Linked DNA regions of Astyanax mexicanus: region 1 is linked to region 2. A link is a contact called in public Hi-C data. All regions are on one chromosome and are shown on one strand. The core of a region is the stretch at or near the end of the contact, and the rest is flanking DNA. Distances in the headings are between cores, read along the strand shown.

Region 1 (4,899 bases), core at 1,323-3,822, 47 kb before region 2:
CTTCAGTTTATTTACAGTAAGCTCAGATTTCCAGATTTCCACTAAGGCTGGGTGCAGCAGCATTAGCATTAGCAGCTAACGACTAGCAAAACTATGTTCTCTGAAATGCTCAAAATTCCACCAACAAAATCAAGTAGAATGTCTTCTTTCAGAGACAATTACTCCAACAAAAGAAGGATAAACTATTTAAATACCCTTAATTTCAGGTATCCATATGGATTTGTAAATCAAATAATGTAAATCCCTTTATCTTACCTCTCCATCTTCATGCTCAGCCAGCTCAGCATGTGGATCCTCTGCAGATGCGTCAGTCTCATTGCTGATGGAGGTAAAGAGAGAAGTCATTAATTCCATTAGGACACTTAAACAGAGCAAATGCACATATTAACCATATATATCTCATGTATTTCAGTTAAGCCCTCTTACACTGTGTCTATTAGGCCTTCTGGGTGCAGAGTATTAGAGCTGGACACATCTGGGTGAAAGAAAAAGATTACGGTTAGACCCTGAAGCACAGATATGTGCACTGTGCAGCAAACACACACTAGCTCCTTCTACAGCACCTGAACATCATCAGCCCAGACATGCAGTAACACAACTCACCAGCAGGAGGCATCTAGAACCACGTTACAAACATCAGACCAGTTCATGCAAATCACAAGACATGGACATGCACCTGTCCTTATATAGTTAAAGGAGTAGATCAACAGACACGCTAAAAGGCTAATACATTAATTTGATATAATATAGAGTTATTGGCAAACATCAATCTAATCTGATATAATCTGGAATTAGGGGTGTGCCATGTTGTATCGCACATAATATTAATGTCATAACTTTTAAAACAATTGGTTTTGCTATTTACTTTGAAGCTCTTATTTTAGGTATGTTTGTATACTTTTTATGTTTGTTCAGAAGCATGTATTAAATATTCTTTTTTTTCTGTGGCAGATTTTATGCTACATTAAATCATTTTATGCTACATTATTACTATTTTATACAAAATCTTTTCATATGAAAAAGGAGTTTTGGTTAGTTACTGTTGTTTAAATGTTTAAAGGAGTGCTTATATTTATACTAAATAAAACTGTAACATTTAATTAGTTGCAGTAATACAATATAACAATAATTTTTTTTTAAATCCTTTTTTTTTATCCTTTTTGTCCTCAATATCTGTGGCCAATTGTTCCACCCATTCAGCTGCTAATCAGCTGTATATCCCCCCAACACAAAGAGGGTGAAGACTAGCACATGCACATGTGAAGTCAAACTCCGCCTCTTTTTAAACTGCTGCGGATGCAGCATTTCCGAGTAGCATCACAGCACACTCGAAGGGAAAACGCAGCGACTCGGTTCCGATACATTAGCTCACAGACGCAGCCTTGTGCTGATCCACATCACCCTTTTTGTAGTCACGAGAGGAAAGAGTGGCATCTATCCACCCAGAGAGAGCAAGGCCAATTGTGCTCTCTCAGGGCTCTGGCAGCTGATGGCAAGCTGCATGACCGGGATTCGGATCTCGTAATAAGCTGACTGAACTACTCCTTTAAAGCCTACGATGATGTCTGGATAGCAAGGTTCAGGACACTGCGTGAACGTTTCAGGGCTTCTTGAACTCACCGGGGAAGATAAACTGTTGTCTATGCTGAAAGTAGCAGGCAGCTTTAGGGACAAGGAATGAGGAGAGAAATCGACAGGCAGGAAGATTAACAGAGAAGAAAGTCTGGGGTTAAAAGGCAAGACTGGACCCAAGTATGCCCACAACAACTTTATTAGAAATACAGCTCTGGAAAAAATTAAGAGACCACTTTAGTTTCTGAATCAGTTTCTCTAATTTTGCTATTTATAGGTTTATGTTTGAGTAAAAGGAACATTGTTCTTTTATTCTGTAAACTACAGACAACATTTCTTCCCAATAAAAAAAACATTGTTTTTTAGAGCATTTATTTGCAGAAAATGAGAAATGGCTGAAATAACAAAAAAGACGCAGAGCTTTCAGGCCTCAAATAATGCAAAGAAAACAAGTTCATATAGTTATAAAATCATAAAGTTTTAAGAGTTCAGGAAAAACTGTTTTTTAATCACAGTTGTCATGCATCTTGGCATCATGTTCTCCTCCACCAGTCTTACACACTGCTTTTGGATAACTTTATGCCTTTACTCCTGGTGCATAAATTCAAGCAGTTCAGCTTGGTGGTTTGATGGCTTGTTATCATCCATTTTCCTCTTGATTATATTCCAGAGCTTTTCAATTTGGTAAAATCAAAGAAACTCATCATTTTTAAGTGGTCTCTTATGTTTGTTACAGAGCTGTATGTGTTAGTGTGTTACAAAAGGTATAAAGGGGGAAATATCTGAAATCAGTTATACCTGGCAGTGTTATTACAGATGTACTATAATGTACTGTATATGATGCCACTTGTAGCATTTATTACCAACCACTACCCTGTTCATGCTATACACGTGACACTGTGGATCATTTGACTATAGCTAAATACTCACCTGGGAAGTGGAAGCGGTTGTCACGGTGACCTTTGGGAGAGGGGTTTGGGGGTGGTGTGGCACTAGGTGGGTTGCTTTGCTGGAAGGGGGCAGGAGAAGAGGGCGTGGAGGAGGTGGTGGAGGAGGGATTACTACTGGAGTCCAGCTGATTCAGTACGGGAGGATGATCCTACAGGAGAAAAGGAACAAGACAGTTAAAAAGAAAGAGAGAGACAGATACAGTAAATGAGTAGTTTATAGTAAAATGTAGTAGTGAAGTACCAAAAGTAAAAGTACAATACTGTAGTTATTACAGAAAGCAGTGGAAAGTTTTCAGAGTAAAAGGCAGAACAGGAGCAGCGAAATCTTCTAATAAGATCAACAGTGAAGTAAAAATAATATTCAAGTAGATAAAGATACAGTATTTCAGTACTTAAGTACAGTAGTGAAGTAAAAATAATACTCCAGTAGATAAAGATACAGTATTTCAGTACTTAAGTACAGTAAGACTTTTATCCTACACTCTACAGGCTGTACTAATCTGATACTAGGTGAAACTCAATGTTACTTATATGACAGTCTATTTGATAGTTTGAAACTTTTTGTCCTATTGTACTAGGGCTGCACGATATTGGAAAAAAATATATATTTTTCCGTCGATATATATCACAATATTAAACAATGCACTCAAAACCAGAGGAAAACAGCAAAACAACAGTGATTGGCCCTTTAATCAGGCATTTAAATGACTTTTTTAAAAGGTAAATAAGAGCATTTTACCGGAATTAAAAGCGTGAATTCAGCTGTAACTGGAAATATCTGCGCAAAAGCTTTCGACAAGTGTGTTTACAAGCACGTGCCCAACCATGTGGATGGAGACCATGCGGCCATGCTCCCCCCTCCCCCCCGAGCGCTTCCCCGAGCCCCCACGCTTCTTAGGCAGCAGCAGCCTGTCACCTACACAGACACAGAGACAGCGCTGTGTATCTACAGTACTTCTTGTGTCAAGAATCAAAACATTGCAGCATGACGTGTTTGATTTAATTGCCTTAAGGGACTATTGCGCATGTTGCACATGTCGAGATGACGATGCTGAAACGATATATATCGTGCAGCCCTATATTATACTGAACTGATGAACCACAGTGTGAACCAAAATGTGATTTTGTGTAGGGTCTCAACTTAAACTGAATCATATCATGTATATGATGTGAAATTTTGATTTTTAAAAATCTGATATCATGAAAAGTATTGTGATATACTCTCACCATATTGTCTACCTCTACTGTGTAACTGAATTTTTTTCCCAGCTTTTGCAGGAAAAAGAAAGAAGCAGCTGCTCTCTCTCTCTATGCATATTCTGAAGTGTTTATTGTTTTAGTGTATCATAAAGGTCAGTACCTTCTTGGTTATTGCCTTTGGTAAGGTGCCAAACTGCGGAGCCTCGGCCGGGCGGTCCACAGGGTTGTTGATGTCCGACGGCACGGACTCCGTCCTCCGGATCTTAGTGACTGAGGGAAGGAACAGTGAAGAAATATGAGACTGAAGCTTTTAAAGGACTCTGCGGTCGTTTACTGAATAGAGTATGAGTGAGGAGACACTTACTGGGAAGGAACGATATTCTGCAGGATGGAGCTTCTTTTGTACATTTATTGTGACACTTTAACCTGCGGAGATTAAAGCAGATGTAAGAACATTCATAGAAACTGTAAGTGAAGTCTCAGGTCAGCTTAAGACACTTAGAAAAAAAAAAAACACCTGCAGTGTTTACACTTCACTCCGAAGATCATGTTCTTCTGACACACTTGACACGTCTGTGACAGCCAGGACTTGGTGGAGAACCTTAATAAATAATAAACATAAATAAACATTCCATACTTTTCATCCACATCTATTAGAAATATCTATCTAGGTTTTTTTTTTTCATTCAGTGGCCACTTTATTAGAAACACCTACCAAATACGTGAGAAATTACAGCCTGTAGTTTTCAGTGTCAGGGCTGATCATTTGGATGGCACATCAGTCTCAAGACAGTAATGCCAGTATTTACTCTTAACAAATGATCTATATCAAATTGTTCTTTCGATGTTGCCATAGAAGATCCACATTCTGACTCCTCCTTTTTATTTCCTGGGATGATCCTGATGAGTGCCAGTTTTATCATAATGTTCTGAATGGTTTTCTTTAATAAGTAGAGTATTTCTTACCATATTATGGATTAGAACATTACTCAAATAGGGCTATTCACTGTATACCTGTAACTCTACCTCTACACAACTTTACAACTGATGCACTCAAACATTTGGTAGGTTTAACATTTGATCCCTGAGTGATAACAAAGTCCAGATTTGAATACCTGGGTTCTATCTGGCATCCCTCAAAGAACCATTGCACTGGTACCAGTATATCAACAACTGT
Region 2 (5,307 bases), core at 1,364-3,863:
AAATAACTGGTGAGGAAGAGAAGAGTTCTGAATGTCACAAAGTCAAACATTGTATCTCTCAGGTATTCCTGGGATAGATTGGGTCAGAACACCAGCATGTTCACATTCAGCTATATAAAATACAGACGTGCAAATGCACACACACAGCTTGTCTACCCCTTCTAGAGAAATATTTCCAAAAGAATAGGACAATGGAGCAGATAAATATGAAACTTTCCCAATGCCAGGCAGTATAGAGCTGTGAAACTGTGTTCTCTGGTATGATGGTGATCCATCCAATACCTTTGTGATGAGTTGGGGAGTTACGGATACTCACAGCAATGCTCCAGAATTTAGTAGCCTTTTTTTCAAAAGTAGATTAGAAAAGTAGACTTCCTCCAACAAAATCTGAATAAACTGTGAACGATAAACATGTGTCCATATATTAAATTAAATACAATAAAAAAATAAATAAAGACATTTTCTGATTTTTAAGCTTTTTGAAACCCTGAATATATAGAATTAATATAGAATTAAATATAATATATGATATTGTCTTATTGATATTGACAGTCGTGTACAACAGGTTCTAATTAGGCCTTCAGATGAGTAAATTATTGCAAGAGTGAGAGAGAAAGAGAGTGAGAAACAGAAGACAGTAAGAGAGGGAGGGAGGGAGGGAGGGAGGGTGGTTGGGGTTTTTTGGGACACGCTGACAGTGTTGCCGTGGCAGATATTTCTCATCTCTGTGAAGGTGTGATGTTCTCCCATATTAAACGTTCCCGTCTCAGTGCTGAGTCACTCTCCAAGTATTGCCTCTCACTCCATCTGTCCCTCAGCGAACACTGTGTCTCAGAAAGGCCTCGCTGCCTCTCTGTGAGCCGGATCACGCCAAAACACAGTTTCTGCTCTCTAACTGTACTGTATTCTCCTGCTGTCACCAAAACCACATATCTCCAGTCCTGCAGAACCCTGAGTCATCTATCTAGTACTAACTACAGGCAACACAGTGACAGAGTGAACCTCCAAAAAACAGCAGATGAATGATTTTTGCATTACATACTGTTTCAGCATCATTTTAGCATATAATGTCACAATATGCACTTGACTTTTTTATTTTACTCCAACATTGGAGACACAAAGTGCATTAATGTGAATTGCATTATGATATTATGACTGGTGTTTCTAATGAAAATGTTTATTTTTTATATAAAAATATTGCATAATGTATGTATGTATGTATGTATGTAACTCAAGTTGTTGATGGGGTGTCCTTGATGTAAACAGATTGTTATTAAACATATTTAGTATCTACAATGAATTATTCACTATCCACTATTAATTATTCAGTAATTACTATGAATTGTTCACTATTCACTACGAATTCTTTAGTATCTATTATGAAATATTCAGTCACCTCAGTTACTACTTTAAAATTTTCAGTATCTACTATAAATATATTTGTCAGTATCCTCTATGAATTATTCAGTTACTGCAATTCATTATTTAGTTACTACTATGAATTATTCAGTATCCATTATGAGTTATTTACTGTAACTATAAATTATGCAGCACCTACTGAGAAATCCCCGGTATCCACTATAAATTTATTCTTCAGTATCCTCTGTGAATTATTCTTTTACTGCAATTCATTATTTAGTTCTTCAAAATAAAATCTACTTATAACTCCTCAATGTCCACAATGAATTGTTTAGTTAATGCTTAGAATCATTACCACTATACAATTTTATTTATTTTGTATATGCTATGAATTATTCATATGCACTATGCATCATTCAGTACCCACTATGAATTATGAAAGCCCTATTCTGATTTATTTAGTGTCCACTGTGCATTATTTAGTTACTACTATGAAACGTTCAGTAACTACAACACAATAGATCAATGAATAAATGAAATTAGGATTTATAGTATTATTTATAAAACAGGTTTAGTAGTGTAGGGATTAAAATGTTACTACTATGTTCTGACATGACGTAAAAGTAGAAAAAGTAGAAAAAGTAACACAACAAACAAACAAAGCAAATGTACTCAAACAAGAGTGTGCTAAGCTGCAAAATCCTTCACTATTCAGAAAACAAACAATCATATAATCTACATTATTACAGTATTGGACCAAAATTTCACATGTTAAACTCAGATGCTTTGGTAAGGACTACACCTACTGGGGTCTGCTGGTATTACCAGCCGCAATTCTCTGATTTTAGCATAATCTGTTTTGCAGCCACACATATTTTATAGTCTTCTAAAAGTGCTAACCTTATTTTAAAAACATTACAACTTAAGCAAAATGAGATTTTGAAATTATATGATTGTGAGCAAAACTGCAAGTATAGAATAAAGAACAAATAAACGAATTATGCTTCACTATTATGTAGAAAGGGAAAGGCCCATAGAGGGTCATTCCCACACAAAGAGTTGGATATTGAGATGCTGTCTGGTTGTATATACAATATGCCCTTCCTCCAAACACCCTCTATCTAAATGACTAAGTTGCCACTAAAATTCTCCAGTTCCCTCACCTGCAGGATGTGCAGGATGTCCCCCACGAGCATCAGAAGAGGCCGCAGTGTCCAGAGACTGACCGTCTGCGTGAATACAGCCCCTCGTCTAGACCTGAGAGGGATTCGCTTGGGCTAACCTCACCATGCCTTTGAGGCCAAGCCGAGGTTGTGAGCCTTAAGGCTTCAAATCCAATTAATGCAACGTGCACAACAAGCAGCTACAATACACACACTGTCTGCAGTGCAGTGCAGTGTGCAGTCTTTTAGACTACAGGACATTGTAATTGGTGCAAATGCCTTTATTAACATCAGAAAACTAGAAAAGCTGATGCATTAAGTTGCTATTTTAGATAGGACTCGATGAATGGGATGCTATTAAGTCTCTGTAATACCAACAAATGCAATTTTACTGGCCACTTTTAATGCTGACTCTATATATAAAAAGGATAAATGTATCCATTTAGAAACACCACAGGAAATGGTTCGCAGAATCACAGTATTCTGATATCATAAACATGAGTAAAGGAAATGTTTTCCTTTGAACAACTTTGGAGCCTCTAAGGTGACATCATATAAAAAAAAAAAATAATAATAATAAATAAATAAATAAATAAATAAATAAATGTGTGGCCACTACTTATTAAGGCATGAGCATGAGATCCTAATGTGTGTTATTAAGGCGTCATATTGTTAACAACCCCTGAGAGCTGCTTTGTTAGCTGTGAAAAAAAGTACCTTGTGGCAAAGCCTTAATGGCTATAATTTATTTCAAACTTGTTCTTACACCTTAATTATCTTGTTCCCATGCCTTTTTTTGTTTACATGATGTCAAAACACAGTCATTTATGACTTCCTCCTATCTATACTCTCAAACATTTAAGATGTCATGGCTAGGACAGCTGTCCTTAGCCCACTCCTTGTCCACTGGGGTTCCCCAGGGCTCTGTACTGGGACCCCTTTCTTTTTTCCATATGCAACTTCTTCTCTAGGTCAGGTTATCCGCTCACATGGGTTCTCCTATCGTTGCTTTGCTGATGACACCCAGCTCTATTTTTCATTCCTACCCACCTTTAACAAAGTAACAACTTCTACCCTCATTTCCTTCTTTCTCTTCTTTCCTCTTCTATCCCACTGTTCCGCTTTGGCCTCCTTTAGGCCCTGTCAAAAAAAAAATATTATTATTTTTTTTTACCTATGTCCTCTATTGCTAAATAATTGAAAGTCTCTTTGGATAAAAGCATACACTACATGTAATTTAATGTAATGCAATGTAATGTCACCCTAACGATGACCCCTGCCACTACTGTGCAGAAAACTACCAATGATATTTGCATTTTCAATAATTTCCTTTTTCATTAATTATCAGATAAAGGTGGGGGGAGTGATACAGGCTGCTCTAAAACATGGTCTACAGTCAGTAATTTAACACCCCTAAACACACCTGCACTGTAATATAGGTGTTTCTGATTAAATGGTGTACCTAATAAACCAGCTCACCTAATCTATACGCCATTCCCCTGCGTACAGTCTGAATCCTGCAGGCCGCGCAGCCATTGGCCAGGCCTCGGGTCACATTTCAGCCTGCAGGAATCTCTCTCTGCATCACAGCGGAGTAAATTGGATTGAGGGAATATGATAGTCTGTCCCCTGATGACTGAAAGCACCTGAGACAAGCAGCTTTGTGTGCATTCCTGCTTACCACCACCAGAATCTAACCTACCACCAGCAGCAGCAGCAGGGCTCAGGTACACTCATTATCACACTCAGCTCTCAGGGTCAGCTACTGTTTTATCCTATAAACAACCATAATAGATCAATAGATACATATACTATAGTGTTTATTAATATGAATTATGGCTGAGTGAAATGACAAGCGATATGTTTAAGAGAAATTTTGATAAGCGATATGCCATGATATAACTGGACCTGTAACAGTAATAACATAATTGGCTTATTGTACAATATATAAACATAACCTCAATTATTTTTCATTAACCTCAGTGAGCTTATGAACTTCTTAGAAAGAAGAATTCTTTAATGTGAATAAACCAGTATACCATCAGATTTTTTTGCATTTATGTTTTATTTAATTATTATTTATTAGTATATTTCAAAATAAATATTCTTAATTATTAGATTAAGAATTGTTAGTTTCTCTTTAAAAGAGTACAATTGTTTCATTGTGGTATAATAACAAACACTCATTATACAAATGGCATAATAATAATCTTAAATTCAATTTTATCCTTTATCACAACTATTTCTGGAATAATTTATTGTTCCCACAAAAATAGTTATTGTGACAGGCCTACAAATAATAAATAATTTTACCACCATAACCATGCATATTGCATATTTAATTAGTAAACACTTTCACTGAATTATATTGTTTGAGATGGTGAAATAAATTTATTATGCTGCTCTTTTTAATTAATTTAAATGGTTCTATGGCATAATTATTACACTTTAGGAATCTCTTTAGGAAACCAAACCATTTCCAAACAAGCCATGCATGGTATTTTGCAACAGTTGTACCATATACAGATGGTCAAGTATAATGATATATACATACATTTATACAAACATAAATGCCCTAGGCTCTAATCTAAATCCATTATAAATATAGTTGTGGTCAGAAATATATATGTACATATATATATGGCAAGACTTGGGATGCTAGTAAGTCTCTGTAACACCAACAAATGCACAAATGCATATTTAATGGTTATTTTAATGCTGAAACTATATATAAAAAGGATAAATTGATACCTTTTTTTAAACACCACCAGAAATGGTTCATTTT

What was found. Hi-C and Micro-C count contacts between places; a contact is called where the count stands out from the background.
Region 1: a Hi-C map of muscle shows a contact between it and region 2, with 8 times the contacts expected there. The contact joins the enhancer-like site here to the promoter of ksr1a in region 2. A contact is called at or near these places in 2 of 3 Hi-C or Micro-C datasets (both in muscle).

What each region holds. Positions count from the first base shown.
Region 1 is chr20:5,397,189-5,402,087 of AstMex3_surface, reverse strand. It overlaps ksr1a (kinase suppressor of ras 1a), which reads right to left. Exons shown (of 19, transcript XM_022680976.2): 7 at 4,240-4,323; 8 at 4,087-4,148; 9 at 3,883-3,992; 10 at 2,503-2,671; 11 at 1,621-1,662; 12 at 427-475; 13 at 256-319. Among protein-coding and RNA genes, the nearest start is that of LOC103047365, 15 kb to the left of the region's middle. Within about 2 kb of position 2,572, the one cell type or tissue checked has an H3K27ac peak away from gene starts, as active enhancers do.
Region 2 is chr20:5,349,771-5,355,077 of AstMex3_surface, reverse strand. It overlaps ksr1a (kinase suppressor of ras 1a), which reads right to left and starts at 2,613. Exons shown (of 19, transcript XM_022680976.2): 1 at 2,523-2,613. The coding sequence starts at 2,555.